Regions from separate parts of the Mus musculus genome. Here region 1 is linked to region 2. A link is a contact called in public HiChIP or PLAC-seq data. All regions are on one chromosome and are shown on one strand. The core of a region is the stretch at or near the end of the contact, and the rest is flanking DNA. Distances in the headings are between cores, read along the strand shown.

Region 1 (4,992 bases), core at 2,088-4,587, 1.6 Mb before region 2:
AATCTGCCTGCCTCTGCCTCCCAAGTGCTGGGATTAAAGGCGTGCGCCACCACCGCCCGGCTGCCCCATAATTTTTATCTCTACCCTCTCCTTATGTGTTTCCCTCATCCTCCACCACTGCCATACATTGAATATTTTTTGGTCAGAATACTCAGTGTTCAGTGACAAATATATTTTGTATCTATAAATACTGTTCATACTTTATCCATAGTATACAGTAACTTTTTCTTTTTTCCCCAATTTCTTTTTTTTTTCTTTCTTGAAATTGTTTCTATCTAACCCAGGATAAACTTTGACTCAGGATCTCCATTTCAGCCACGTAAGTAAGTACTGAGATTATAGGCATCTGCCACCACACTCAACATTTTTTTATAACTCAGAAACTTTTCTCTTGTTAAGAATTAATATTTTTGCCTTGTTTAATTTTATTATGTGTATACAAATCCATGCTTACCTGAGTAGTTCAGTTTGAACCTTGGTTTGCAGGATGAAGACATAAAACTAGTTTGAACTGAATTGGGAGAGGGGACAGTATCTAAAAAGAGGGAAGTATAAGAGCTAAGGGCCTGTGGTTAAGGATGATGGTCAATGAGGAATGATGAGGTGACAACTTAGGGATTAAGGGAAGGAGAAGTTGAATAGATTGTTGGAGGATGGGGTACTGAGTGCATAGGGCTTTATGGTTTACAGTTAATATTAGTTGCTTTGTCTTAGTGTTCTATTGCTGACCAAAGCAACTCTTATAAGAGAAAGAATTTAATCTTGGGCTTGCTTACAGCTTCAGACAGAGGTTTAGTCCAATATTGTGATCCAATATTAGTCCAATATTGTGTCAGGGAGCATAACAACATACAGTCAGGTACTGGAATAGTAGCTGAGAACTACATGTTTATTCATAGGCAGAGAGACAAAGAGAGGGAGGGAGATAGGGAAGGTGGGAGGGAGAGAATAAGAGAGGGAGAGAAAGAAAGAAGGAGGGAGAGAAAGAGAGAGACTTTGGGTTTGGCATAGCTTTTGAAATTTCAAAGCCCGTCCTTGCAAACACAATTCCTCCAGTAAGGCACACTTCCTAATCCTTCTAATCCTTTCAAATAGTGTGCTCCCTGATGACTAAGCATTCAAATATATGAATTTATGGGAGCATTACTGTTGAAACTACCATAGTCTTGAGCTAATGATTAGAAGAAACTAATTTTAAGATTTTGGGTAGGAGGGAGAAAAGGACAGTTTTAAACCCCTTTATCCATTCCTTCTTTTTTTTTTTGTAGGCATGCTCTGTTTCCATTTAGGAACGATAGAAATGTTCTGTTGTTTGCAATAAGCTTTAATAGATTGAACGGGTTTTGTGCATGAGCATTTTGATGTCAGCCCTGGCTTGGATCTGGTTCTCTTATGCTGGGTTGTTTGTTCTGTTGTCTGTATGTTGCCTTGAGCAACTTGACAGTGTTCTGAGGATTCTTTTTTTTTTTTTTTTAAATCTCTAGAACATGGTTGTTTTCCTTTGCTTTCAAATCAATTCACAGTTGACTCCAGTTAAATCTCTTTTTAGTCAATCATTATGTAATAGAGAATTTTGTTTCAGGTCTAATGTTTAACACTACAGGACTCTGCTGCAACTCACTTATTTATTTTTATATAAATGGTTATTTTCATTTATTTAAAACATCTTAAGTTTTAAAAAAAGGAGCAAAATCCATGATGTACAAGTATTCAAGGTCCAATTCCTTATTCATAGTATGAAAATTATCATTGTATTCATACTCAAAATCACCTCTACCTGCTTTAGCCTTTGTGGTCACACAGGGAACTGGAAACAAGGAATCCCTTGCTTCTAACATGCAAAATGCAAAAATGAGAAATGAAAAAAAGCATTGTGTAAAATATATTCTACTTATTACAGAAGACAACTTTGGAGCATACAGAGAACTCAAGAGTGGCTGCTGAGATAGAGATATTGGGAGACTTTTTTTCTTTGAAAATGTAGAGTAGCAAAAGAGGAAGACTTTGTAGCAAAAACACAAAATTGGAGAAAGAAGAGAAGTGGCATGTTTAGCAGAAAGGCTTCTTGACCTATGCACAGAGTCACTATCAGAATAGTTTTCTTCATGAACAAAATTCTGTAGAGGCAAAAGGCAGTTTGGACCTCCACTTCAACTCAAGTCACATAGTTGTGCCAATATTGGGCAGAAACCAGTGCAACTACAAGCAGCTTTCTCTGTTAGCACACCAGTTTCTTTGAGAATGAGCAATTGAATCTGATCATGACTGGAAGGAGAGAGTAAAAGTAACAACCATTTTTTTTTCTTTTAAAAATTAAGGACATTAGTGGTATATAGCTTTTTAGTTGTCTCAAGAAATGAAGACTCCTTGGGCTGGTGAGATAGCTCAGTGGGTAAGAGCACTGACTGTTCTTCCTAAGGTCCTGAGTTCAAATCCCATAACCACATGGTGGCTTATAACCACCTGTAATGAGATCTGATGCCCTCTTCTGGTGCGCATGAAGACATCTACAGTGTACTTATGTATAATAATAAATAAATCTTAAAAAAAAAAAGAAATGAAGGATCCAGTGAGGTGGCCAAACATGGAAGGAACCAGGATGTCTAGGTAAAAAATACAACCTTGAACAATTCCAGTAGTAAAATAGTCTACAAGTTTTTAAGAGCAAGGGTAGGTAAAGGGTAGGTATATTAGATTAGGTCTGTATTAGGTTTTTCTGTGGTCTTTCTGTGGAGATAAAAATCCCTTTCAAGTTCATCAGCATCACTTTGCAGGGAATCATCATTTAGGAGATACTTGGGTTTACCTGAGGTAAAGAGAAAAGAACAGGCGGCCTCAATGAGTGCGAAGACTTTGATAGGATTTCTGAGTCAGAGTACATAGCAGTCAGGAGACTACAAGACAAGATCCTAACGATCTGCTGTAAGCTTACACGAACATCATGCTCTGGGATCTAGAGTATGGGAGGCACAGTGCTATAAAAGCGAGAACAAGCATATAAGTTGTGAGACTAGTGCAATTTTCCTTCTCTAGTTAGATCATTACAGGTGTCTTTAGGTGATTTTCACATTTTGATTGATGTGAAAAATCTTCCCCAATCAAGGAGTCAAGAAAGAATCTGCAAAGACATTTCCCCATCTTAGCTGGAGTGAAGTGATAATTGAGTTCAGACAAACAAAACAACACGTTCTACATCTCATAACAAAGCTGGCAAAATTACAAGACATCTAATGTGATAGACCTAGATAATCTTCCAGGGAAACCCGAGACCAAATGCCTCGAACAGTTTGTTAAGGGTTCTGCACTCTAAGTGGCCTCTAGATCTGTGCAGCTGCAGGCAATTTGCAGGAGAGGCAGTGTGGTGTGTGGGTCCCTGGCAAGGGATGTTCATTTGAGACTATCCCCTCCAACAGCTTTTGCCATTCATCATTTCCACATCCAGATGGCTCCCATTGTCTATAGATTCCTCTTTTTTTTTTTCTTTTTTTTAGTGCAAAGTGGCCGCTCTTAAATCTGTCATGTATTAGTGTTGGAAGCAATTTTATTATTCATCTAGTAGTCCAATTACCACTCTTTATAGAAGAGGAAGTGGAAATCCAAAGAAGGGAAATATCGTGGTCAAAACTACCCAGTTCCGTTGTGTCACAGCTGAAGGAAGAACATTTTTATCTCTTGGATCTCTGCCTGGTGGGTGCTTCTTTCAGTTCACCAGAACCTGATCATTTTGGGGGAAACTTGTGGCCCAGTATTTGAAGTCAGTGGATGATGAATTCAAGTCTCATCTCTGTGATTTGGTCGTTATGTGACCTTGGGTAGTTAATCCTTACTTCTCTCATTTGTGAAATGAAGTTGGCAATAGAACCTTTAACACAAACTGTCAGGAGGGCAAGTGGATAGTGATGCTTAAAGTGTTTATTGCAGTATCTGGTACACAGCATTACTCAGCGAATCAATTTTTATTTCTACAGATGCAAATCCTTTTACATTAGAGCATAAAGAACTTTTGGGGGCTGGGGAATGCAGTTAGTATTTTCTGGATGAGTATCTAATATATATTAGATATATTATATATTATCAAATCTTGATTTCTGGATACAACTGTACATCTATCATGCATGCATACATACTCTAATATATATATATACTATATATACATATAGCACCTCTGGTAGCTATAAAAGAACTTCTGTAGGAATCATTTTATTAGATAGGAAGGTAAAGAAAATATTTTAAGTTCTCAGATAATGGTTTCTCTCTCATTGTCTACTGCACAGCACTTAATGTTGAAGATCAGTGGGCCTGTGCTACCAACTTGAAGCCCCCACCCCCCCCCCCCAGGTGAAGAAGAGAGGCTCTGGATTTTTAAAGTAATGCACATAATTAATTAAGGGCCAGTTTGATTTTTTGAAGAATGTGATATTTTGTTCACAAGAGGAAAAAAAAAATCACTGACATGCTCTGAATTTCCTATAGTGGCTGATATAAGGTCACTAATGTTTAGAGGGACAGTTAATCTACTGAGAAATCTGAGAAGAAAAGCAAATGAGGGGATAGACAGAACATCTTAATAGTTAAGAGTGTGTACTGTGTTTAGGAAGCACCCAAATTCCACTCTCTGTCTCCTTGTCAGGTGGCTCACAACTGCCTGTGACTCTGGTTCCAGGGCATCTGATGGCTCTGACCTCTTTGAGCATCTCTATTCATAGGCACACATCTACAGACACACATCAACCCGTATACTAAGACATCATGAAGAAGGCAAATGAAACTAAATACTTTATAGGTTTTCTATAACTTCCGATAGAAGACAAAGATCTTGTGGAGTATGATATACCCGAGACAAACACATAATGAAAATAGTATCTTTGAGACACATTTATTCTTCACTAGCAAGTGTCTTTGTTTTCATAACATATTTTCCACTAATACACATTTAATTTTCGTGGCGATGGATCAGGATGCTCCACTGACTAGATGCAGATGGATTATATG
Region 2 (4,651 bases), core at 1,309-3,808:
GAAGACCCATTCTTAATAGATTTTCAATATGCACTTATTTAATCATTTAATGCATTACTATTATTATTTTGGATGGATGTGAGAGAATTTTGTGATTTATTTTGTTTCCTGAATTTCATACTTTCAGCCCAAACTAGAAAACCTTCCTGAACGTGATGGATGGATAAGAGGATTAATTAATAGAAAGAAGTCTGTATTTGGAGATGTTTTTTTGGAGATAAAGGAATTTTCTAAGACTTGATCAAATTATTGGCTAACTACTTTGGGAATCTTTTGGTTATTGAAACATATTTTTCTCTTTTCATTACATTGGTCTTGAATGTTACTATTACTGTAAGAGCAAAGAAAAGGAAGTCAGCAAAAGGTGCCTCTGCCCCACACCAGTGTGTGCGTGTGTGTGCGTGTGTGCGCGTGTGCGTGCGTGCGCGTGCGTGAGTGTGTGTGTGTGTGTGTGTGTGTGTGTGTGTGTGTGTGTGTGCGCGTGTGCGTGTGTGTGTGTGTGCGTGTGCGTGTGTGTGTGTGTTTGTGTGCGTGTGTGTGCGCGCGCATTCTCATGTAAGCCTCCAGCCTTGCAGATAGTCCTGCAGTGATGCATCTGCTCTGTGTTTATGGTGCTATGTTTTACCTGTCTTTAACCTAGAAACTTCCCCAGATTATTTCCCTTTGGTTTGTCTTCTGCCCTAGGGAAACTATCAGATTCCTGCTGGCAACCATCCCTTCTCCACAGTTCCCTTGGAGTCACCTCTCTAAACTGCCCCAGAATAATAACTCTTAATTTCCTGAGATGCGCGCAAGGGGATGGAAGTGGGGGTAGGGGTGTCTTGTACTATGTGGGTCAAAAGGGGAAGCTGAACGTGGTCACAGTGGAGACTAAAAAGCCTTCAGTTGGAATCTTGTAGCACCAAGCTAGCTGCGATCCCTGGGGATCTGGTCTCTGCTCTCACCAGAGAGACCTGCTGGACCACCAGTCTGTTGTAATCTGTGAGCTTTCCCATCCCACAGGCGCAGTGGGCGCTTGGAGGTCCCCCGCGTGGCAGCAGAGAGCTAGCAGAGTGTGAGGTTCTGAACTTTAAGAGTTGAGGTAGTCTAGTCTAAGGGTTAGAAACACTGCTTTATAAGCACAACTCACTTTCCACCCTTCTCCACAGAAATGACCTTGGACATGTTCCTCCGATCGATGTGCTAGTTTCTAAACCCGTAAAATGGGGTCACTAAGGAGTCAACTTTGAGCTAATATTGCTTTAAGCGCGGCTTTCTGCACATGGTAGGGACTCTCGGTAAATGACAAGGCTCAGTAGTAGATTTAGGTTGGATACTGGGGTCCAGGACCCAGTGTTGAGTTCTGCCTTTCTACCTCTTCATCAAAGAGTGCCAGGGTAGTTGATGCACCTGCTGTACTCCCTCCCTGTCTTCAGGATAAAACGAGGAACACGACTCTAGGGCATCCCAGTCCCGGTGCTCTCGGCATCCTCTTCCCCCCCCCCCCCCCGCAACTCCTCCCCTCCTCCAGCGAGCCCCAAGCAGAGGAAATGATTTTTCCTATGAAATGAGTCTGGATCTGGTGTCCGTGTTGAGCCTGGAGCTGGAGGGAAGGGGGCAGCCTTGGGTCCCCTTGGGCTAGGAAAGGGATGAGGGAAAATTGTGGTGTGTAGATAGGTGATTTGGTGGCTCAAACGGTCTCGGGGTTCCTTCATTGTGCCTGTCTTCTGTGAACCACTGGGTTTGGACGCAGAGGTGCAGCTTCAACTGTCCAGAGCAGAGCGGCAGTGGTGCAGCTCCGTTGGGCCACAGTAGTGGGCGGCGAGCTCCTGCTGGTGAGGTAAGGAGTGGTGGGTGGCAAGGACTGTGAATGCACGTGTCTCGTGTGTGTCTGTGTGTGTGTGTGTGTGTGTGTGTGTGTGTGTGTGTGTGTGTGTGCGCGCGCGCGCGCGCGCGGTGCGCGTGCGTCCGCGAGGCGTGGGGGGCCAGAGGAGCGCATCCCACCCCGCAACCCGCCCTCGCACTGGATGCCTTTTGGCCCCGCACCTGTGCTGGAACGCCTGTCACCCTCTGTCCCTCACGCCCCCACTTCTTTTGTTCTTCAGTCACACACACACACCTCATCCTGACCACTTATAATTTCCTAGTGCAGAGTCAGACCCAAACCCAGAGAAGCCTTTGCCTGACTGCTCCCCTCGCCCCCTCCCCCTCCTGCTATAAATAGCTGGACTAGCGGGTCAGGAGCGTCACAGCGCCAGAAACCAGGACCCCGAGGTTTTCTTCCCAGGGAACAGGGGGCAAAGGGGGAGCAGGAGGAAGAGAAAGAAATCACTCGTGAGTAGTGAAGAAAAAGCTCGCCCCTTGACTCCCAGGAAAAACGAGCATCTTTGGATTCCTGTATCCTTCCCCTTTCTTCTCAAAGCCATTCCGATTCTTTCATATTCACAGTCCACTCCCCACCCCCACCCCCCCTCGCTCAAAATCCAACGTTTGCTCAGCACTCCTCCCATTGGTTTTTTTTCTCCTCCTCGGACTCTGGTTCCCACTGCTCCCCTCCCCACCCCTAGCGCTCCCACCCCACCCCCACCTCCTCCGCTTGTCCCAGGCAGGGGATTGCTATTCTTAAGGAAATAAAGTTCAACTCCTTGCCCCTTTCAACTGGCTTAGACCGGGAGGAGAAGGGTTTCAGGAACCAATCTTCCTCCCTACACCCTACTCCTATTTTTCTTTTTAATATTTAAGGGGACACACACACACACTCTCTCTCTCTCTCTCTCTCTCCCTCTCTCTAAAATCCCACCACGTCGTGAGGTGCAACTACCTCCTAGAACAGAAACTTACCAGACGCTCTGGTTGCTTTTGTCTTAAAGAAAGAAAGAAAAAAAACCAACGAAGATTTTACTCTGGATGCATTTCTGGGGTAGTAGTTTAATATTATTCAAACATGTACATATTACACATATATATGCTTCTTTTCCTTTTTCCCCTTTAATTTTTTTAAACAAGGAAATCTCGGTCCCCGGCAGCCGCCGCTGCCCCTTTGATGTTTTGGTACGCCGTGCGCATGCGCTCCACATTAGAATTACTGCACTGGGCAGACTAAGTTGGATCTCCTCTCTTCAGTGAATCCCTCAATCCCACCAGAACCTAAAGGGATGTGGAGAGTCCGGAAAAGGGGCTACTTTGGGATTTGGTCATTTCCCTTAATAATCGCCGCTGTCTGTGCTCAGAGGTAAGTGTCCCTTTCCTTTCTCACTTGTCAGGGCTCTGTCTGCATACCTCTCTGTGAGCAGGGCTGTTGAAGATGCCGTGCTGTCTTCTTTATTCATTCCTGGTTATTGTCATTTTTTTCTTTAGTGTCAATGACCCTAGTAATATGTCGCTGGTTAAAGAGACGGTGGACAGACTGTTGAAAGGCTATGACATTCGTCTGAGACCAGATTTTGGAGGTAATGGGATTGCCTTGCAAATAAGAAACAGCCCAGCTCCAGCCCAAGCTGTCTTTTGGGCTTTGTGTGCACTCTCTTTCCTCTCCTTAGTTGTGGGCGCATGTGATGTATAGAATGTTTTCCTATTTTACCTTGCTGAGAAACAGATCCAAACTTAAGCCAGTTTCTGTCCAGCACTTGAGAGGTCTTTCAAGAAGACCCCCTTAGAGTGTGACCAGACTTTGTAACCGCTCTCGTTCTCCTTCACCGTGATACATCTTTGTTCCCAGTCTGAGGTTTCTTGAGATACAAACCTCTTAAGTTTAGTTAACAGTGTGCCCAGCCGGGGATGTCTTATAATGTGAGTATTTTTGAGGACACAGTGTGCAGGCGGTTGGCTGAGAGGTGGCTTCAACTCTCTGTGCCCATCTACTTTAGAAGAGTTCTGGCCATGGTTTAAAGTGGCTCATGTCGGGATTCCACCCAGCCCTATATGCGAATGGCATAGGGGAGAAGGGGTTCTGGGGAATTGAGAATAAAGATAGCAGAGGAAAAAGGGGCATCTCTCCCTGGAGCCCCAGATATGCTAGTGTGGCCATTTAATTTTGCTCAGACTCTTAATGGAATTAAAGAGTTAAAACCTACACACAGAAGTGGGTGGGGAAAAAAAGAGGGGGTTTCAATGCAATCTACACGAATCCCTAGGGCTCTGTGAGTTGTAGGAATTCACATGCTGAGACATCAACATGTGTAGACAGAGCTGGCAACATTGTCTGACCAGCACATGTGTGCATATTCCTAGAAGAGTATCCCCACATTCATACTGCAAAGATATGGGAAAGTAATGAATATATGGATTAGCTCTACAGAGGGGGTTTCTTTAGAGTTCCCAGTGACAACTCTTCGTATGAATGACTAAGTTCTGAGAAGTCACATGGCTGACCATCTTGGTTTGCAGGTCCCCCTGTGGCCGTAGGAATGAACATTGATATTGCCAGCATTGATATGGTTTCTGAGGTCAATATGGTGAGTATTAATGCTCATAGATACGTCTCTATAATGGGGACTGTGTGGGGGCTGTGCAGTTGCTGGGGGGGGTGGAGTATGTTTGAATATGTGTATAATGTGGGGACAGGAGAATAGTATATTGCTCTGGAATTCATGGCATGTGTAATTACAAAACAACTGCTGGTTTTTTGCACTTTTCCCAATTTGGATCCAATACAGAGTGAGTAAAGTATCTC

Evidence for each region. HiChIP or PLAC-seq counts read pairs in DNA pulled down with a chosen protein or histone mark.
Region 1: a contact with region 2 is called in an H3K27ac HiChIP or PLAC-seq map of VIP interneurons, with 12 times the contacts expected there. The contact joins the enhancer-like site here to the promoter of Gabrb2 in region 2. A contact is called at or near these places in 5 of 39 promoter capture datasets (cranial neural crest, embryonic stem cells, frontonasal cranial neural crest and 2 more), 1 of 115 datasets of contacts at active chromatin or transcription factors (VIP interneurons) and 1 of 9 other capture datasets (liver).

What each region holds. Positions count from the first base shown.
Region 1 is chr11:40,832,239-40,837,230 of GRCm38.p6, forward strand. No RefSeq gene overlaps it. Among named protein-coding and RNA genes, the nearest start is that of Ccng1, 79 kb to the left of the region's middle. Within about 2 kb of position 3,338, at least 4 of the 459 cell types and tissues checked have an H3K27ac peak or open chromatin away from gene starts, as enhancers often do. A contact at or near this core is called in VIP interneurons, where this site is marked.
Region 2 is chr11:42,418,216-42,422,866 of GRCm38.p6, forward strand. Gabrb2 (gamma-aminobutyric acid (GABA) A receptor, subunit beta 2) reads left to right here and starts at 2,559. Exons shown (of 9, transcript NM_001362647.2): 1 at 2,559-3,211; 2 at 3,337-3,428; 3 at 4,366-4,433. The coding sequence starts at 3,135. Gm34591 (a long non-coding RNA gene) reads right to left here and starts at 3,000. Exons shown (of 3, transcript XR_388590.4): 1 at 2,821-3,000.